Linked DNA regions of Cyprinus carpio: region 2 is linked to region 1. A link is a contact called in public Hi-C data. All regions are on one chromosome and are shown on one strand. The core of a region is the stretch at or near the end of the contact, and the rest is flanking DNA. Distances in the headings are between cores, read along the strand shown. Region 1 overlaps LOC109066341 (growth factor receptor-bound protein 10-like). Region 2 overlaps cobl (protein cordon-bleu).

The links. A called contact is a pair of places that touch in the nucleus more often than the background predicts.
Region 2: a Hi-C map of skeletal muscle shows a contact between it and region 1, with 4 times the contacts expected there. The contact joins two enhancer-like sites. A contact is called at or near these places in 2 of 8 Hi-C or Micro-C datasets (both in skeletal muscle).

Annotation. Positions count from the first base shown.
Region 1 is chrB16:7,253,692-7,259,676 of ASM1834038v1, forward strand. It overlaps LOC109066341 (growth factor receptor-bound protein 10-like), which reads right to left. Exons shown (of 18, transcript XM_042740500.1): 3 at 2,000-2,096. Among protein-coding and RNA genes, the nearest start is that of LOC109066341, 41 kb to the right of the region's middle. Within about 2 kb of position 2,765, at least 3 of the 8 cell types and tissues checked have an H3K27ac peak or open chromatin away from gene starts, as enhancers often do. A contact at or near this core is called in skeletal muscle, where this site is marked.
Region 2 is chrB16:7,360,879-7,367,141 of ASM1834038v1, forward strand. cobl (protein cordon-bleu) reads right to left here. Exons shown (of 16, transcript XM_042740501.1): 5 at 5,447-5,675; 6 at 4,033-4,118. Among protein-coding and RNA genes, the nearest start is that of cobl, 58 kb to the right of the region's middle. Within about 2 kb of position 2,248, at least 1 of the 8 cell types and tissues checked has an H3K27ac peak or open chromatin away from gene starts, as enhancers often do. A contact at or near this core is called in skeletal muscle, where this site is marked.

The DNA of each region.
Region 1 (5,985 bases), core at 1,515-4,014:
TCAGTTACCAACATTCTTAAAAAAATATCTTCTTTTTCATTCCACAAAAGAAAGCTATAAAGGTTTGAAATGACAGGGTAATTAAATGACATACATTTAATTTCTATATGCCGCTTTCGTGTCCTGAATGGCTTTCTTGCAATAAGCAGTTTTTTTGGTGTGCATGTAAAAGTAGTCAAAGAGAGAATGATGGGTAAAAATGCCCCTGGCAGTCCAAGAGCAGAGTGTGAGTAGAGAGAGGGAAAATCTGGAAAAACAATAATGGGGATCAGGGCCTGTTCTTGGGAAACATCAATCTAATCAGAGTTTCATATACCTCACCTTCCATAATCTTATAAGCCCCATCCGCCCACCACACTAAAACCTCTCTTTCTTCTAAAGAATGCAAAACCCTGGATATTGCTGCCCAAGGGTCCATCAGAACCATGCCGTGAAGGAGACGCACCGACCTCAACAAAGGAAAACCTTGAATAACTCTGCAGTGGTCCGATCCAGCCTTTCAGTTTCAAGGCCAGAACTAATAAATATCTCCAGATAAATATCTCAATTAAACTGATAAAAAAAAAACCTCATACTAAAAACTGCATGACTGCTAGTCTTTCTTCTGCAGAACACAAAACCACATATAAATATTAATCATGCATTCTTACTAAAAACCTTAGCTGAATAACACTTATAGTTAATAATGTAACTTCATTGCCATTCAGTTTTGAATGCTCCTTTCATGAGAGAGGATCAATGACAGACCCCACACACTTCCAGAAAGCAAAACATTTACTTTGACCCGTCGAATGTAATCCATTTGAGCTAAAAGCCTACAATGTCACATTTCAATAAAGCACCTCAGTTTCAATAAACTTCATAAGCCAGTTAACTTCGTAGCAAACAATAGAGTGTGGTCTTTAACTCTATTAAAAGATTATAAGAATGTGAGAGGTTTTAAGCTGCAAAATCATAGCAGTAATTGTCACATGGGATTTCGACACAGCAATGAATATTTCTGGCCTCAATCTGAGATTTGACGTACAAAATACTTCTCATCTATTTTTATCTGCATTCCGACATCCCAAAATAAGACCTTTGTTGTCACAGTTTGTTGTTTTCAGTGGAGTATAAAAACTGCAGGGTCAAAGAACAGACATGGGAACAAACTCTTGCAATTTTTTCTAGTTTTTTTTTTATATATATACATTCATTCATTTAGTTGTGTGATAAGAGTGTTTATATAATACTCTGAATAAACATTATTAAACAGTGTTAAAAATCCACCAATCAATAGAATATATGTATAAATGTGTGTAACTGTGTTTGACAAACACCACTCAGCAAATGAAATACTAAGGGCCTTTAAATTATCAGAGCCAATAGTTTAGTGTAGTCACAGCTGTGAGGATTTTTTCAGCACACTCTGAAAAGTCCTAAATGAAAAATTTCTGCTCCATTTACTTCAATGACAACATCAGATTTTCAGAAAGAAAAAAAAAAAACTTCAGGCTCTACATCCCATGCTGAGGCGATATTGTGCTTAAATCTCATGCTCCAAATATCATGCCTCTGTATTTTTGTATGGCACAATTTGGTTGGAGGCTTAATGAGTGGCACCCTGTGTCTTTACAAATCAAGCCTTTGAACTGCTGGAGTGTTTACAGCGGAAACGCCTGAATATAGATCCCAGTTTGAACTTAATGAGCAAGTCTCCAACTATAAAAGGCGTCTACGACAGACAGCCCCCACCCAAGTCCAAGTGTGTGAGACAGATGGCCCCTGCCCATAATCAAGTATGCACACACACTTGTTAATTGTGTGAGTTATTAAACTAGAAGCAATTCTGGACATCTATTAAAAATGCTTTACCTCTGTTTGGGATATTAAGAACATACACCATAACCATAAAAAAAGTATTAAAAAAAATAAATTAAAAAAATTACAAACACAGCAGCCAGGGTATCTTATTTTAAGGAATTTATGAAGTGTGCATGCAAATTATTAGTTCACTGACCTTGATGGCTGGGTGAATTCCGATTGGTTGACTGCTGAAAACCTGGTCCAATTAAATCCGCCTGTCTGTGATTGGCAGCTCGGTCTACATTATCCTGCTGAGACAGAAGCCAATAAAGCGGTCATGCTAAAAGCATTTTTTTTTATATTAGTCACACCACTCTCTCTCTCTCTCTCTCTCTCTCTCTCTCTCTCTCTCTCTCTCTCTCTCTCTCACACACACACACACACACACACACACACACACACACACACACACACACACACACACAAACACACACACACACACACACACACAAACACACACAAAAAAACACACATTTTATTATCCATGAAGGAATAAACCAGTTTAAGTCTGACAGAACAGGCCTGGAAAATAGGCGATCCCTCCAAAATGTTGTCTAGGAATTTCATTAAACTGTAAATCAGTATTTTTTCCCAGTAAAATATCTAAAAAGTTACAATTAGTAGTTATACACCTACATATCTTAAATCACATTTCACAATTGAGGTTTATGTTACAAAAAAATTTACATAGTCTCTAAAAACAAGTTACATTATATAATACAATTTTAAATAAATTAATAACCTTTTTATTAGAAAACAAGACCATGTCTGATGCATGTTAAGGTGCAATACATGTTTACATGTATAAACATTTTCCCGTCCGTTTTCAGGAATGAAAGCAATTGCCCAATCTGTGATGAAAGAGAAGAGAGGAGGCCCTTTCCTTGTCCTCAGAAGACCCCCTGCCGTATCTGGGGAGGGTCACGGCTGTGTTTACAGGCTATGAGAAAAACAGCACCGTACAGACGTGGCCCTGCCATGTGATCAGCTGAAACTGTGCCATTGTATTCACGGAACTAGATCTAAAGCGACTGGCAGCTGGGAGCCACGTTCTCCGTGTGTAAACTACAGGTGGCGACTCGATTCAAAAACTCATTCCTTTCCAAAACAGAGCCTCTCTGCTGTCTCACCAGAGGGGAACACTTTGAACTCTTGGATGCTGTACAAAAACTAAAGGCTGGGTTTGAGTGCAGTAGGATCAAGGATTGTGGGATATCGCTTTCAGCGCTGATTGGAGCTTTCACAGCACGAGCTGGGAACAGAATGTCCTGCGGCACTCTTGTATTTGGAGATGGTTCTCAGAGCGAGACCGCGAAACCCAGAATCTGGCTGTGATGTGGCTGCAGAGAGTCAGTAGTTTTATGGCTTCTGAACGTTATGTACAATGTTCAAGAACCAGAGCAAGATTGTTTTGTATTATTATGTAAATGTGAATATGCCGCACACATGCAGCCGTGTTGCTCATCACTTTGTTGAATGATACCAAATGAAAAAGGAACTGGTGTGTTGACATTTTTGGTCAAACACATTTCAGTGCTGATGAACATCTAGATATCATTAATTGTAAGCATTTTTCATGATGAAACTACATTCAAAAAATTTGGGACCCTGTATGACTCCTGCATGAAGGAAATCTTGTCAGGGACACATGGTCAGAAATGAACTTTTCTATAAAGGGACAATATTTGCCCATTGATTTCCAGGGGCTTTTTTTTTTTAAAAAATACCTTTGTGAAGACCAATGTTATAATTATTAAATGTTTGTATTGCCTTTTATGCCAAATGCTTAGATTTACCAAATACTTCAATCAGAAAAATAGACTGTTACAAATGAAATTTCATCAACAAAACATCTTAATACTACACAAATAGAATAAAAGCTACATCTGATATGGCATTTATGTAGCATATGTGTGTTTGCATAGACTGTTTAAAGTATTGCACGTATTCACAATACAGTTGTAATAATGTAATATAAATGTTATAAATGACAAATATAAATTCTGTATTATAACAACAATCACTAACAATTATTAATTTCCTCTTCTCAACAAACTATATGATTTGAGGCATCCATAGGGCAATATAGGATGTTTAAAACTTTTTTTTCCCAAAGTGTGAGGAAATAGTGATGCTTGCCAAACACCACTCATTTTTTTTTTTTTTTTACACTATAGGTTTTATTCCCAGAAGACATCTAGTGTAGTTGACTACTTCATGGGTACTACTGCCAAGTGACATTGTTGGAAATTTGCAGCTAGTTTGCGTAATTCTGAATCTGTCTATCATACTAGTTTTTCCTAAAAACTGTGACTAATTAGGGTTGTTTTTTTTGTTTTTTTTAATGTTGGCGGTGGCATTTTACCCAATGCTGTTAAAAGAATCAACCACAAGAATACAAATAATATAAGTAAATAAATAACATTCACAACATGGAATCCAAAAGTTTAAAGAAGAATCTCCAGTTTATTTAGCAAAATAATTACTTTTATATTCCCATGTACACCACATCTCAAGTTTTGTTCTTCATATTTATTCTCCATAAGTATTCATGCACTTTTAAATTCCTGATGCTTCAACAGAATTTTATTTATATATTTATTTATTTATTTATTTATTATTTCTAGTTGGAATAAATGTTTTTTTGGTTTGTTTGTTTGTTTGTTTTTTAACTGATAATTTAACAGATCAGCTTGGAGCCAACAGCCTATCTAGTCTGTTCTGTGCGAATTTTGTTTATACATATATTGCTATGTATCATATGGTCAGATGAAGTTTTGTACCAGAAAGGACTTCTAGTCTCTTCTTGTGGTCTCCTGCAGTCTGAATGTAAATCCTAAAGCAATGCATATTGGCATTAGCATTAAAAGTCTGAAATTTTTCTTAAGGGCAGAAAGACTGTGTGTATGTGAGCATGAGTGGGGATTCTAGCTAGCCAAGTGTGACGGAACTGTTCAACCCGTACTTATACTGGGGGAAGCCAGAGTGGTTCTGTCTGACTGAACCTAGCAGAAGGCCCAGACAGAGCTAAGACCTCTAATATCATGCTTTAAGTTTGTCTGGGACCACAATCTATAGGTCTGTGTTGCCTCTTTGCTGGCTGTACAGGACTTTTACAGAGATTTTGGGAAAGTTGATCAGTTAAACAAGAAAAGAAAATCTGAGTAATGTTAGATGTTATACAGATCATTTTATAACAAAGACCATTTTATAAAAGTAAATTCTATGGACAGTGGCTGGTTTTTATTTAAACAAACATATCAAGGTCAAATTATGCTCTTACAAATTCTTTCATAATTTATTTATAAATTTTATTGTTTGATTCATGTCCCAGACCCAGACCTGCAACTTAAAATATGACCACTTTATTATATATATATATATATATATATATATATATATATATATATATATATATATATATATATATATATATATAATTGAGAGATTTAATGAAAAAGTATCAGTTTTTACACAAATTAATAAAATTCTTTCATAAAGTATCAGTTTTACACAAATTAATAAAATTCTTTCATAATTTAGTTTTGTTCCTTTTCAAAATACCATTTATTTATACATTTCATTGCTGGATTCTTGTCCCAGACTTAATAAGAACATCCATCAAACATATAACAATAATAATAGTAATTATTATTATTTGTATGATATCTACTAAAATATCTAAATATAAACAATTTAACTATTTAATGAAAAAAAAAAAGTACAGTATATCAGTTTTTACATTATAACTGTCCACCACAAGCTATAATTTGCTGAAAATAAAGTTTGGGTACTTGGTTATCAAGAAGAATTCTTTTTTAGCGAAGAACATTTTTATTTAAAATATAAGTGATGTGTGAAGAATGAATGAATGAATGAATGAATGAATGAATGAATGAATGAAATAAAATAAAATGAATACATACAGTACTAGGTAAATGTCACCTTTTGATATCAAGGCTATATTTAGACAAAAAAAAATCTTGCAAGGAGTGTTTTAAGGGATCCATTAAAGGGTGCTGTGGTTAATTTATCCTCAAACATGCATGTGATGTAAAGTCACAACCCTTCATGTGCTGTCATACACAGATCAAGTTTCTGCTAACAGGTGGATGCAATATATATATATACATGAGGTAT
Region 2 (6,263 bases), core at 998-3,497, 110 kb after region 1:
CGATATCTTCTTATTCTGCTGCTATGCAAATCTACGAGCTTAGGGATGTCTTGAAATCATTCTCTTGTGGCAAATTTATAAATGTTTACAAAGTTAGCACAATGTGTAGTTAGACTTTGTGCAATTATTGAGAAGCAGAACTGAGTGAGGGAAGGTGAGGAGAAAGAAAATTAAAGAATAGGGACATTAGAACAAGATGATTTTATACAAATAATGCCATTATCGTCCATGTTTCCTGTGTTTTATACAGCTTTCATTAGCAAGATTTAGAGGTGTTAATACTGTATTGATTTGTCAACAAAAATTAAGTTTTACACCAATGAGTAATTTCTGGAAGCAAATACATATATACACCTGACATTAAAAGTGAAATGTTGTGTCATTTTGTTAGATGTTGAAATACATTCTCCTACTTTACTACAACTTGATTGCACAGATACTATTTCAACTGTACTGAGCTGGAAGATGACATCACTAAATATTATCAACACTATTTTTCTGTTTAATACTGTAAAGCTGCTTTGACACAATCTGCATTGTATAAAGTGCTATATAAATAAAGGTCACTTGACTTGACTTGCTGAACTCAGAATCAATTTAATTTCCGAATGAATTGAATTGAGGTAGTTAACAGAATGCAGAACTGTAATTTGAATTTCCATCTATTGAAGTATAAGTAAAATGGACTGAATTTCAAAAAAGTCATAACCCTGTTGCAAACATATTTTTTTTTGATGCGCTATGAAATTTTCAAATTACCATTAGATTACCATCAGAGTACCCATTTTACCATTAGTACACTTTTTTGGTTGTAGCTCCTATTAAATTATCAAATTTATCTCCTATTACATTTTTTTAAACTTCTATAAACATTGCAAACAACAGAATTAAAAAATTTTAATATTTAGAGAAATGTGTAATCAGTTGGGCTAATCAGGAAATAAATACAAAATTAAATATAGCTGCAAGCAGCAATTAAAGGCAATTTGGTCGACTATGGCAAAACTGGTATCTATGTTCTCGGCATAACCCAACAAATATTTTTAGACCAGTTAGATTTCATTACAATAGGCCAATTTAATCAAAAGTTATTAGCATTTTTGAAAATTTCATTATAACTTTTGACCACAAGGTGGTGCTGCCCCAAAACTTTTTAAGGACCATCAGGGACACATACCGAGTTTCATAAGGATTCAATGCATTCGTAAAAAATAGCATTTTATGACAAAATTCAAAATAGCCAAAGCCCAAAATGGCTGACATTGGAAAACTGGGTATGGTTCAACTCGGCATGCTGCACCAAATCTAAAGAGACCAATTTTGTTTTCATATCTCCTAACCACTAGGTGGTGCTGCGCCGAAACTATGCAGGTGGCCTCAGGTCATGGTCATCATAACATACACCAAGTTTGGTCTCAATATGCTACACCATTGCAGAGATAAAGCCTTACATCCATTTTTGGATGCTCTTCGTCAAATTTGTTCACGTGTTATTCGAGAACGAACTTCAATTCCATACATTTTTGTCAGAATGGTCTGAAGATTATCTGGTTTGTGAAAATCAGAACAACGGCCTAGGAGGAGTTCGAAAAAGTAGGTTTTTGAGAAAATTCTAAATATTGGAAAATTACGTCATATAGTGCAATCAAATCATCTTGATTTCATATTTTTTATTCAGAATGTTAAACCTTGATTTTCTGGTGAAATGATATACTTCTCTATAGCGACGTATGCCACACTTTTCCAACCATGCAAGCTTGCATTCATCTGCATCTACAGTATTTGGGAACTCAACGCCAACATTTCAAAATCCAATCATCAATCGATGGATGAAACCATATCCCTGTCCCACGTTTTTTGTTATTGTTGTTTTTCAATAATCCATTACACTAATCACAATATGTACTGCGCAATACAGAACAAAAGATCTGTTGCTACTTCCGTTTCATTTTGACTTTAAATACTGAATTTCGGCCAACCGTGGCAGAGACAGCTACAAGTAAGCCATTCATCTACTCCTAACAAAGGTGAACACAATGGCCTTTCTTTTTTTTTTTTTTTTTTTACAAAAAAATATGTTTGTTTGGTGTGACATTGAGGTGTGACTACCTGTTTACTCAAACAATTTTAGACAGGAAGGGATGGTAAAAATATCTGGGAAATCCGTTGAAAAAAAAACATTATTTTTGCAATTTAAATTTGTGGCCACTAATGGCACACAAATTACACACTTCACCTTACAAACAAATGCTGAGAAGTAGGGTTTTTCACGTAAAAAACACACAGAGGTGTGGAAAGGACAGAGCGGATGTTCCTTTAAGAGACAGCAGAGTGATCTGGCAAACACTGACAGGAACGACACCGGATCTTCCAGGACCTTGCATGAGTGTTTGAGTGAGAGCTCAGCTGTCGGTTGGAACGAGAGAGAAAGAAAGTATGCAGTCTTGCAGCTTGACTTGAGAAGAAGGCAGAGTAACGAACAGACATATGATCCAAACTAGACATAAAAAACTTAAGAGACACAAACACGCACACCTGCACAAACAAACACACTGACACCTGGAAGAGCACTAAGACAAAATAATCACAGTTCTCCTACAGTAGCCACTGCTCTGATCGCTTTCATTAGACTACACAACCTCGCTGCAGAAGTTCAGCCTTTTTCTCTCACCCCTCTCTGCCCTTAGAACGGAATGTTCAATGTGGGAATGGCTATTAGCGGGTTACATAATTGGAAATCAGTTACTGAGACGTGTTGAAAATGGCTCTTGGCTCTGTTTATGATGAGATTCTACCTGAACTTGTGTATTTACAGGCAGGGAGCACGTAGAGCAGGGCAGAGCAAGGCCTTTCGTAAAAAGGCTGTTTGGCAGGCCGATCAGAGATAGGAAGAAAATAACTATAATAAATAACATAAAATAACGTCCATAATAAATTATGGACAACCAAGTTGTTCAGCGCATGTGTCTGAGTGTCTTCAAGAACAGGGTGTGCTTCTCTGAAAGGAGGAAGATGGAGGAACATAGCAATGTGGGTGTAGAAATAAAGATATTTGAAGGATCAAGTGTGTATGAATGCAGCTAATTAACCATATAATGGAGCCAAATTTGTACCCAGAAGAAAGCTAAATTTGATATGGCATTTATCACATATTATAACATGGCTCTGTGTAAATAAATGTGCTTGAGCACTCCTGAAGATCACTTTTTTGCCCAAGTAATTACTGACACCTAGAGGTGAAACCTGGAAAAAAAATACATTTAATGGAGTGCAGATTTTCTGTAAAACTTTCATTAGTAGTTTTAAGTAGCTAATTTTTATACAAATATTAAAAACACAAATTTTCATTTTAAGATAAACCTTTTATTATTATAATTTAAATTTATAATTTTATTAAACATTAAACATTATATTATTTATAGCATTTTATCATTGAGTTCTGGTTCAGAACTATTCTTTTTTTATATAATTAAGAGATAAGTTTGCTCATTGACATAATAAATAACAATGAATCACAAAAGAGCATGGTGCTATTTGGCACAGATTTTGTGAAAAGAACAAAAAGTAATCAACCTGCAGGCAGTATAATTGTGTTAAAGACTGAAAACTGTGACAGATGGAAAGATGAGAGTGTATTAGTAAGAGACAGTTACATGGGTTAGTACTTACATTAATGTTAGTGTCTGCATTGTCAACAACACTATCATCATCAAGACTGTCCATGTCCTCAGAGGACTGATCTTCAGTCTGAAATGGGAATGTACACTAGCATGGCAGGCAGACTCATAATATCAATGAAAACCATGCAATGCAGGGTTCAAACACTGAAATATCAACAACATGTTTCTTTTTCATCATATTTTGCAATATGCATTAGTTTCCCCCAGCATATCCAAGTGTTAATTGCTCTACGTCTATATATTTTTGGACATGCAGCATTCTAACATACAGCACTGTAGAGGTTTAAACAGACAAAAATATGAATGGACACTTGTGTGTGTCCAATCATACACATGTGAGCCTGTGTTCTACCTTTGATTTCCTGCGATTAAACTTCAGGAAGCCTAGCAGACCCTTTTTCTCCGATCCACTCAGACTGTTGGAGTGAAGAGATTCAGCTGTAAGAGAAACACATTCGTTCAGCATCTTACACAAACACGCAGAAGCAACTATTATAATGTAGAACTGAGTCAAGCAATGTTACTTTAGTTGAAGCGGTTAATTTTGAGCTGGCTAATGAGAACAATAGATTATAGAAGATATAAAATTAGCATATCCAGAATAAATTCTAGTGCTTGCACGCCAGCAAACCAGTAGCGTTAAAGTTTTTTGTGAGTTTAGTATTTAGCCTTGGTATCATGTTCACCAAAATATTAAAAAGCAAAAATAAATTAGGCTACATTCAAATATATTCAAATAAAAAGTTATTTTAAATTAAATATATAAAATATTTCAAGGCATTACTGTTTTACTGTTATTTTGATTAATAAATGCAGCCTTGTTGAGCATGAGACACTTTAAAAATAAAAAAAAGTTACAAACACCATATTTTTGAACATTAGTGTGAGGCAAAAAAATAAATAGCACACAATGCACAAAATGCAGTACAAGATTCTGGCAATAGATGTCGCTCTAAGCCAACAAAATCAGATGAAAAACACTAAAGCCTCTACAAAACCTAAAGAAGAATTACCAGGACAAGTAACAGGTTTCTCTGAAGACAAATGCATTGAGAATGAAAGCATCACAGTAACAATAAGCATGAAAGATGAGTACATAAATATATGCACTGCAAGTCTTGTATAATATCTACTGACCAGGCCATCTCAATTCAAAAAAGCTCCAGCATGTTCTATGACAGGAAGCAGACTCAGCACATTCAAGACAGTTGAACTACACATACTGTTAAGCCACTGTGACAACTATTCAGCCAAAGTCATGCACATGGCATCAGTACCTGAGTAGTTCAGAGCAGGTGATGAAGCCATTTTAGGCTGGAGAACTGGAAACAATCAAACCAGTATAACATTTGAAGGCAAATAAAAGTGAATAGAAATCTTATCACATTTGGCTAGACAGTGAAGGACAGTGAAATGTCACAGGCTTAGTGCATGCTGTGTTTGCGTATGTTAAGTAATAATAGCACTGGCTAAACAAAGATACTATAAGTGTGTCTGAACAGGAAGTATTAGACCTGCCAATGAAATAACTAAAATCTAAATTAATCTAAACTTGTGGTTTCTTAGCTGTTCTTTATATCAAAGGTTTCCATTGGACATAATATTGCTTCCCAACACGCCACCAAAAGTGTTTATTGTGGCAAATCTCCCCATATTTTGAACTTTCTATACACTGGGGAAAGAAAAAGTGTATCATAGTTTCCACAATATTATTAAGCAGCACAATCATTTTCAACTGTGGTGTCCTGACATTTTTTATCCCGTACCTAGTGTTTGATCCAGGACATAGAGTTCCCTGATACCCAGCTCGCTCAGGCACTTGTCCAAGTCCAGCTGTTGGTGGCTGATATTGTCTTTGAACAGCAAGACATGGGCCGGGTCAAACTCGCACTTCTGACAGATCACGGGCACCAGGGTATGCAGGGGGACTGATGGATTTACTCGAACCACGGCCTTCTGACTGCGGTGATAGTTCACCACCAAACGCACCGTTTTCTATGTGATGACAGAAAGAGAAACAGATGTGAAGAAAGACAGAGGTTCATATTGACATTTAAAACATACTATGTATTAGCTCACCAAAAAAAATATTTTCTGTGAAATATCCTTTTCAATAGCTTATATTATAAAAAGAACAATAAAAAGATTGGCTTTGGAAGGAATATTAAAGCAGTTAAACACAACTTTAGCTTTATGCTGTCAACTTACCCTAGTATTTAAACTAAATTGTTATATATCTCTATGTTTTTTTTTTTAAAGGAAATGGAAACCGTTGTGTTGACAGCAGCCATGTTGTATTTAATCTGATTTTTTTTTTTTTTTTTAATGGAGAAAAAAATTAAAATCACGAGTAAACCCACCGACCGGATGGTACTTAACATTCAAATGATCTCTTCCTGTACGACAGCAGTATAGCAAACTCACTACTTTGTGGCTATTATCATATGCATGATCAGGATAAGATAAGATGCAACACAGATCTCTGAAGTTTCACATGAGAAGTGGGCAAAATTAGATTTTATATGCATGTTTGCAGTGTCTTGAAGAGGAAGTATCACACCAACCACAATACACTGCTTAGAG